Linked DNA regions of Salmo salar: region 2 is linked to region 1. A link is a contact called in public Hi-C data. All regions are on one chromosome and are shown on one strand. The core of a region is the stretch at or near the end of the contact, and the rest is flanking DNA. Distances in the headings are between cores, read along the strand shown.

Evidence for each region. Hi-C and Micro-C count contacts between places; a contact is called where the count stands out from the background.
Region 2: a contact with region 1 is called in a Hi-C map of muscle, with 3 times the contacts expected there. The contact joins two enhancer-like sites. A contact is called at or near these places in 2 of 3 Hi-C or Micro-C datasets (gill and muscle).

Annotation. Positions count from the first base shown.
Region 1 is chrssa15:41,752,062-41,756,986 of Ssal_v3.1, reverse strand. No RefSeq gene overlaps it. Among protein-coding and RNA genes, the nearest start is that of srp9, 31 kb to the right of the region's middle. Within about 2 kb of position 3,261, at least 7 of the 13 cell types and tissues checked have an H3K27ac peak or open chromatin away from gene starts, as enhancers often do. A contact at or near this core is called in muscle, where this site is marked.
Region 2 is chrssa15:41,841,596-41,846,062 of Ssal_v3.1, reverse strand. The region is part of intron 3 of LOC106571529 (protein enabled homolog); the gene reads right to left. Among protein-coding and RNA genes, the nearest start is that of LOC106571529, 47 kb to the right of the region's middle. Within about 2 kb of position 2,647, at least 1 of the 13 cell types and tissues checked has an H3K27ac peak or open chromatin away from gene starts, as enhancers often do. A contact at or near this core is called in muscle, where this site is marked.

The DNA.
Region 1 (4,925 bases), core at 2,012-4,511:
AAAAGGAAAAGGCAATCAGGGGTTGTTACTTTGACACATCACAGCAAAGTCGCCTGATGCTCAATTATCTAGCGGGACTGATACAACGTCAAGTGTGCTTCACTTCATATGATGCATAACGGCCTCGTGGCTCTATTTTGGCACATCATGGGTTATGGATTTAAAAGGAACAAGTACAGTTTAGCATTCGTCACTTTGACATAGTGAATGTGTCTTTATGTTGACAGGTCTTTCGGCTTATAGTGCCTGATTAGTTCATGGAGAAAGACGACCTCCACGCGGTCTGTCCTGAGACACACCAACAAATGGCCATGAGTTTGTCAGGCCAGCCAGTAAACCCAAGCACCAACCTACACCTACTGGACAAACCCACCAGGCACATCTAATAGCCTAGCCCCCCTTTTGGCACTCATGTTTGTTGACTAATGAACAAAAAGAAAAAATAGAAAACAAGCAAGTTGTTAACATAGTATACTACTTCCACTTCACCCACCATTTACTATTTCCATAGAATACTACCTCCACCATTTACTGTCATTTACTATTTCCATAGAATACTACTTCCACCATTTACTGTCATTTACTATTTCCACCATTTACTATTTCCATAGAATACTACTTCCACCATTTACTATTCCCATAGAATACTACTTCCACCATTTACTGTCATTTATTATTTCCATAGTAAATGGTGGAAGTAGTATTCTGTCATTTACTATTTCCATAGAATACTACTTCTACCATTTACTGTCATTTACTATTTCCATAGAATACTGCTTCCACCATTTACTGTCATTTACTATTTCCATAGAATATGTCACCCACATTTACTGTCATTTACTATTTCCATAAAATGGTGGGTGACGTATTCTATGGAAATAGTAAATGACAGTAAATGGTGGGTGACGTATTCACTGTCATTTACTATTTCCATAGAATACGTCAACCCACCATTTTATGGAAATAGTAAATATTAAAATTTCCATAGAATACTACTTCCACCATTTACTATTCCCATAGAATACTACTTCACCATTTACTGTCATTTACTATTTCCATAGAATACGTCACCCACCATTTACTGTCATTTACTATTTCCTAAATCGTCACCCAATTTACTGTCATTTACTATTTCCATAGAATACGTCACCCACCATTTACTGTCATTTACTATTTCCATAGAATACTACTTCACCCACCATTTACTGTTATTTACTATTTCCATAGAATACGTCACCCACCATTTACTGTCATTTACTATTTCCATAAAATACGTCACCCACCATTTACTGTCATTTACTATTTCCATAGAATACTACTTCCACTTCACCCACCATTTACTGTCATTTACTATTTCCATAGAATACTACTTCCACTTCACCCACCATTTACTGTCATTTACTATTTCCATAGAATACTACTTCCACTTCACCCACCATTTACTGTTATTTACCATTTCCAATAAGTAATGCGATCACTGATCACCAATCAGCAAGGTGGATCAAAATGATTTGAGAATTCCAGCAGTGTTTTAGTTCCTTGGAGCAGCCAGAGCCATCGTTAAATGAGGCTCCATTGGAGAGATGCCAGCAGCTGGCCCCATTTAGAACTTTCTCTGAAGCCCACCCCCACCACACACACACAATGTTGAGTCATTGATCTGAGTAGGGGTCACCCCAGTGGGTCACCCTCTAACAGTGGACCAAGCCTTGACATTTGAACTCTCCCTAGCCCACAGACAACTCCCTCCACTACAATGTGATGAAAGCACTGTAACAATGAGAGCCCTTTTTTTTTTACAAACAACCACAAGGCTATGTCACGTATACACTTAAGATAATACACTTATCTTTATCAACAACTTCTCATTGCTTGAATACAGGCATAGACAAAATATGATGTAAGACTATCGAGATGTTTGTTGTTGTCCTGGGATTAAACCTGCAGAGACAACATGGGCCACCTGAGTGCAGTGGAGTACATCATCATCAAGCGTGACATAGGTGGGAGAATGACCTTAGAGCAGTAACAAATCATTATGAATTATATAAATCATACTTACCAAATACAGGTTTTTGAATTATGTATAAATATGTGCAATTAGAATACATGTGTTTGTTTCAAGACACTCAGTGAGTGCACAACCCTTGCGGAATGAACCTGCATAATTTTATTTAAGTAGGCAAGTCAGTTAAGAACAAATTCTTTTTTACTTTGACGGCCTAGGATCAGTGTGTTAACTGCCTAGTTGAGGGGCAGAAATACAGTTTTTTGTTTTTTTACCTTGTCAGCTCGGGGATTCTATGAAGCAACCTTTCGGTTACTGGCCCAACGCTCTAACCACTAGGATACTTGCCGCCCCATAGCCCTGTCGAGTTGTCAACATTAACGAAACATCGGATGTTAGAATTAATGTGACAAATACATTTAATTATATCATTGTCGTGGATAATCCCAAAATAATGCCAAAAAAAATTACAATGATTTAAAACCTATTGACCGTAGCATACACAACCATAGGGGAAATGTTTCTTTCTGGAGGCGTGTGTAGGTGTGACATTGTATGAAATCATTTGTTTTTCAGTAAACCCTGTAATAAGCAACCACTGACAATTGCGCACTACATGCCTTGCTATTTGACATGCAAGGAGGCAACATCCATATCGACATTGCTGCACAGTAATTTGCTGTACATACAGAATATAAAACCATTTGTGCAAGACAAACTACCAAATAACCAAACGAATAACCTGCATTTTATCGCTTCCGAATAGAAACGTTGGACATATAGCTTCACTAAAAGTTAGCTGTGTGAATTTACTTAGATTTTGGAATCATGTTGCACCCTTCAATGCTTTTTTTAAATCAAGACTTTTATCAATTACTCACCTCATGATGATTCTGTCACAGGCCTAAAATAGTCTATTCGTCGAGGGCTTAAAATGTTATTTGACTGATGACTTATCTCGCAATAGTTTTCAGAAAGTTCGCACTTGAATATGTCACAAAATAAGAATATCAATGTAACGCCGCAGAACGAATTTAGTTCACAGTTACATCCAGTAAAGTAAAAAAAAAAAAATGTTTTAAATGATTTATCCTACATGATCTAGTGCATCGCGTCAACGTTTATGAAATTCTAATGAAAGAAAAGAGAAGAAAACAATGGTTTTCACTGCTGAGACTCCAGTCTTTCATGTAGCGGCAGCGTGCCGCTGGGATCCCGGTCTCTCTGCTTCAACAATGACGCAAAGCTTTTCTAAACTACGTGAAGTACGTAGAGACGTACAGAATATACAGGGCGACACCATAGAGATGTATAGAGGACTCTAGTTCCCAAAAACTCATTATAACATGGGCAGCGCCATCGAGGACTTTCACCATTTTGAAGTAGTCAACTGGCTGAGACTTCCTATGTGTTAATGAAGGATAACATAATTCCATCCAGGTTAGCCAATGCATTATACTTATGAGCAAAAGCTGAATTCCATAACTGCAGATGGCAGTAAATCGCCAACCTTGACAATATACCTGTTCAAACAACACACTCCAGGTGGCAGTATGCACCCTTTCAGTTTGTTTACCAACTTATAAAAGTAGTAGAAGAAGAAAATGGACTACTTAAAATGTTGGTTACTTCAATGGCGCTGCCCTTGTGCTCACACAGCAAAAATGGGACAGATACAACATTGAGATCTCTATACGTTTTTATGGGCCACACCCCCTGGGATTATTGAGAGCTCAAAACGCAACAGAGATAGTGCAAACGTTATTTTATACCTCAAGGGGTGCAAGTGCCCCCTTGCGGGATTTTTGAATGAGACATTTATCGGCGTGTAATAAGAAAACCTCAGTGCGCCACTATGTGGATGTCGCTTATTATTGTCCCCCACGATGAAATCTATGGAGGATTAAACCTGCCATAATTATAAATAAATACACGCACATATAAATAGATAAATAAATGAATGAATACATAAATCCACACATAATCAAATAAACGAGAATACAAAAATACTGACCAAAATTAATTAATTCTCTACATACCTGTATGTATTTAATTATGTATCTGTGTATTATCTAATTATTCAAACTTTAATTCATTCTATTATTTTAAATATGTATTCATTCATTTATTTATGTATTTCTTCCTCCAATATGATAATGAGGGGGTGTCAATCAAAATGTCTGTGGGTGGTATCACAGTGGTGTATGAGATCGTCAGTTTCTTGGCAACTTCTCGCATGGAATAGCCTTCATTTCTCAAACAAGAATAGACTGGCGTGTTTCAGAAGAAAGGTCTTTGTTTCTGGCCATTTTGATCCTGTAATTGAACCCACAAATGCTGATGCTCCAGATACACAACTAGTCTATAGAAGGCCAGTTTTATTGCTTCTTTAAACAGAACAACAGTTTTCAGCTGTGTTAACATAATTTCAAAAGGGTTTTCTAATGATCAATTTGCCTTTTAAAATGATAAACTTGGATTAGCTAACACAACGTGCCATTGGAACACAGGAGTGATGGTTGCTGATAAAAGGCTTCTGTACGCCTATGTAGATATAACATTAGAAATCAGCTTTTTCTAGCTAGAATAGTCATTTACAACATTAACAATGCCTACACTGTATTTCTGATGAATTTGATGTTATTTTAATGGACAAAAAATGTGCTTTTCTTTAAAAAACAAGGACATTTCTAAGTGACCCCAACCTTTTGAACGGTAGTGTATATCTCTGAGCCTCTCTAGCCTCTCTCTGCACCTGGCATCCACCAAATGCTGCACTATGTTCCCCTCCACAATTACAACACTTAACCTTCACAATGCTCCCACATTCACTGTAATCATGTCCCTTCCACACTTAGCACATCTTTTCTTTCCTTTACCCTGAACAGCTACATGTCCCATTCTTTGGCATTTAAAA
Region 2 (4,467 bases), core at 1,398-3,897, 90 kb before region 1:
TCAAAAGGAAGAGCAACTGATCTCTGACCAATCATAAGAGGACTCCATCTTCCTTCCAGATGAACTGTGTCCATCGCCTATCGGGACAGTGTATAATATATAGCAGGTTACACTACAGGCAACTAACACCTCTTTCACTGACATCTCAAATAGAGCATAAAACATTCATGTTATACAAGTTACATAAGGACTTGTTAGCACTAGTTGTGTTAGTAAGAGAGGAACTCAGTCAGTTGTACTTCCTGTTCAACTAACGCTCTGCAACATGCAATCAGTGGTGTAGTCATCTGCTCCCTCCCACTCCTGCACCACCCTTTCTTCCCATCAGCTGTCTCACTACACCCCCCAAATCCTCCTCCAAATCAAACCCCTCCAGTCCAGCTCTACTCACTGCTGAGGATGATCTGAGCGCGACTGATATTCTGCTGCAGTTGGAATCAGCTCACTCAGGGAGCAGGCATGTCTGTGGACGCCTGGAGGGCCTTCCTCTGTCTCTACAGTGCCAGCACCAAACAGCAGCAGTAGTCTCTCCCCCTCACAGAGGAGCAGAAGAGGGCTGAAAGAGATCTGAGGCAGCAGGGTGTGGAGCACCAAACAGGACAGCACCCACCCTGGACTGGGACACAAATCTAAAAACAGCAGGCCCTGGTCCCTCTCTCGCTCTCTGATCACACTGCTCTCAATGTCTGGTCTCTCCCTCTCTGGTCTCCTTCCCTGATAAGTACAGTGTTGTAGTCTCTGGTAGGCACAGTGCTGGGGTTTCACTCTCTGGGCCGTGCAGGGCAGCTGTTCTGTCAGTGTTAGTAGTAGTAGTAGCAGGCTGGCTAGCTGGAGAACCTCTCAGCAGCGTGGGTTATTACGGCAGTATGGTGCCAAAGAGCATGAGCTCATCAACAAAAAGTGAGGCAGGCAGTAGGGACTCACGTCACAGCAACCTCCATCTCGACTGGCCCAGTGACGCAATGGGGTTGACATGGTGGCATGAGTTAAGAAAGCAACACAGCAGACACCCTGAGACACGGTGGAGGGTGTCAGTGTCCAACCCCCTTACTCTCTCTGTCTGCACTCGTTTAAAAAGGCAGGGCCTTTAGCTGCAAAAACAAACTTCTTTTGGCTCAGGGATGCAGCTTGTTTCTATGACGGGCAACAGTAGGCCACACAGAACCACAGCTCCCGCGTTGTTCTCACACTGAGGAAGTAATGGTAACAGACACACTCGCCCTGTATTCTGCTCTGTCAACAGGCCATCACAACACGGTATTTATACCCCCAAAAAGGTGCCCATCAATAAATCTACCACTGGTCCCTCACACCATGCTGCCAGGCTGGGCTGTGTTGCTAGGGGTGTAGTGGGCAGAACGGGGGCTGCACAGGGCAATGGGTGGAGGTTTAGGGGGCCAGGGGACCCCCCAAAGAGAGGGACCCCACTGTGTCGAGTCAGACTGTGTTCAGCTGTTTGTCCCGGGGCTCAGATGGCCGTCTGTCAACATGAAGACCCAAACAGAAGCTGTGGAGTTTGTTACAGGACCACGTCTGAAAACCACTTTCCCTCTGCCTTTCAACTTGGTGCTTTGTAGCCTTACATGGCCCTTTCTCGCACACTGCCTCATTTCTCTTATGTCTCTTTTTCCTCTCTCTCCAGCAATCTGTCAACAGCCAGATGAAAAGGAGGGGATTACAGCCAGACCAGAACACTGACCGGCGCCCAGCGGCCTGACCGGACCTTCAGTCCAGTCCTTTTTTACCCATTTTAGGAGAGCAGAGAGAGGGAGGTAGACTGAGGACATCTGTCTGTATGGGCCTCTATGGGTTACAGAACATGACCGACACACACAGAGGGAGCTCAGGTCAAAGCCCAGAACTAACGTCCCTACTGCCCAACACATTCAGCACCACACTACAGCTCTTTGACTTGGGGATCAATGAGGTTGGACCTAGACATGGGGAGAACACAGTTGCTTTGGTGTGACCTGAGGAGGGTCACAGACAGGCTCCACCAGACTGATGTGTATTACCAGAAACCCTCGACCTTCCAAACATCACATGACCTCACCAGACCACAAACACTGCCTCGTCTCTGACGGTAACCGATCAATCCTTTGTCTTGGCGTGCGCACACACACACACACACACACACACACACACACACACACACACACACCCACACACCTTCTCGGCAAAGAGGACGAGAAACACACTCCCAGTGCTGTTCTGTTGCTGTTCTGACAATGGTTCAAATTACAGCACCTGGGGCTCCACGCTAAACACAGAAAAGGTGCAGTTTGGTTTGGACCGGCTGGTTTCTGGGTAAACCAAATTTCACATTTCCATACAGACAGTCAGATAGCTCATAGTTAGAATATGTACTCATCTGTCTGTCTGCGGGATACAACACCTCATCACAGGGCCTAAACAGAGGAAACATGAACTCTGAACCCATGACGTCCCTGATCTCCAGGAGTCCGCTCTGCCCTTTGTCCTGTGGCTCAGTCACTCATTTAGTGTTTTATCTGACTGGGAAGGAAGGTGACAACAGCCATTTATTTTAGAAAAGCCCACATGCCACACAATCTCAGGCAATAGCAGCACGGTAAGCAGAGACAGCTCTGGTGTCAGTGTCAGCCTAGCTCCGACTGCCTGCCATGTGATTCCCAACCACACATTTCACTCTGCTAAAATTAGACCAGATACTATAGAGACCCTAGAAACTCTAGGGATATAGGGAGAGAGGAGGGCTTTCTGGAAGTACAGTAGGAGACACGCATGTGCACATATAAAGCACACACACACACACACACTCATTCAAGAGAAAGAGCTACACACTTACACCAAAGGCAGTAAAATCCTGCACTGCCAGCAAAAGACAGAATCCTCCCCCTGCGTTTTTCTTCTCTCCTCCTCCCAAGCAGCAGCATCCGTTTTCCAGTGGAGGAACAATGGCGAGAGAGAGGCAGGATCAATCACAGTGCAGAGAATGCAACAGAACAGACAGCAGCTGGATCTACATTCAGCACAGGCCACAGGCAGAAGAGGCCTCAGTCAATCATGTCAACACTGGATTTAGCTAGCGGTGAAATAACAAGTATTATAAAAAGATAGCGTGAGTCCATTCCTCTCTTGTCCGGTGATGAACCCCAGTCCTGGGAGTGAATGATGTTGAGCCTCGTGTCATGGAAGGCTTATCTTGTCTAAAAGGGACACCTAATAGAACAGGAGTACCATCACATTGGATGATAAGAATAACACTGGAGTGCCTCTGCACAGTTCTACATACAACCAACAGGAGGCAGAGAAGAGCAGAAAATCACATCCATATCTTAACTACAGTTCTCAAAGTGCCTCTCAAACAAAGTTGCTCACGAACAGGGTTGCTGTAACTCAGCTGTAGCCTGTAACCGAACCTGTGTAAGTGTTCAGCTCCTCTCTGCACACCCCTGACGAGAACTACTGCACACAATACATGTTTCCATCTCAGTTAAGGACAAGTATAGGAGAAAGCTTGGCTGCACTGGGCCTCCAGTGGCGTGCCTTCAGTGGCGTGCCTTCAGTGGCGTGCCTTCAGTGGCGTGCCTTCAGTGGCGTGCCTTCAGTGGCGTGTCAGCCTGTTCCAGCCCTCTATGGTCGCTGAAACCCCATCCAGTCAGGCCTATCCAACACCATCAGGCCCCATCCGGCCCCATCACTGTGCTGGACTGTTGCTGCTGTAAACAGCTTACTGAACACAAAATGGGGCTCTGACTGAGGCTGGGCCAATTAGTGTCCCATCGTACCTCGCCTAGCCTTTTCCCTCTGCCAGCCTGGCAGGGCTTTGGTAGGGCCAGCATAACACTCTCTGCGTTATAAAGCCCGTGGCGCTCCAGCTCCCAGCCTCCATCCCAGTCTAGCCCATATGCAGCCTCAGTCTCGGCTCCAGAGCAGATCCCCTGCCGCGACAACCAGCCTCAGCCTCCAGCACCAAGTCTAAGCCCCCAACCAAACACAGGGGAATTCTGCAAACTCAGCACTGGAGGAGTTCAGCAAAAAGAATAACAGCTAACAACCCCCCTTCTCTAACGAGGGGAGAAAGAAAAACAAAGGAGAACAGCAGAGCGAGAGAGGAGGATAGAGAAGGGAAGGAAGGAGAGAGGAAGAGGGCGTCTGAGAGAAAAGCCCTTGGTTATGTCGTTATTAAGACAGCTCAGACTACAAACGTTGTTGCAAACAGACAGGGGAATTGGAGAGGACTGACACATCCTCACTCGCTCCCTCTCTCACACATACATGCACACGTTGAGGATATCCTTAGACTCCTTCAAAGTGCAAGCAGACCCCAGGGTCTCCTCCTGTCAGAGGCAGGCTGCAACAGGCAGGCTTTGATAGTGTGAGAACACCCACACCGCTGGAAATGTCATCACCATTCCCATAATCAAGCGCATCACTATTGGGTAATTAATACAGGCTAGAAAAGTTCAGTGAGAACCAAGCATT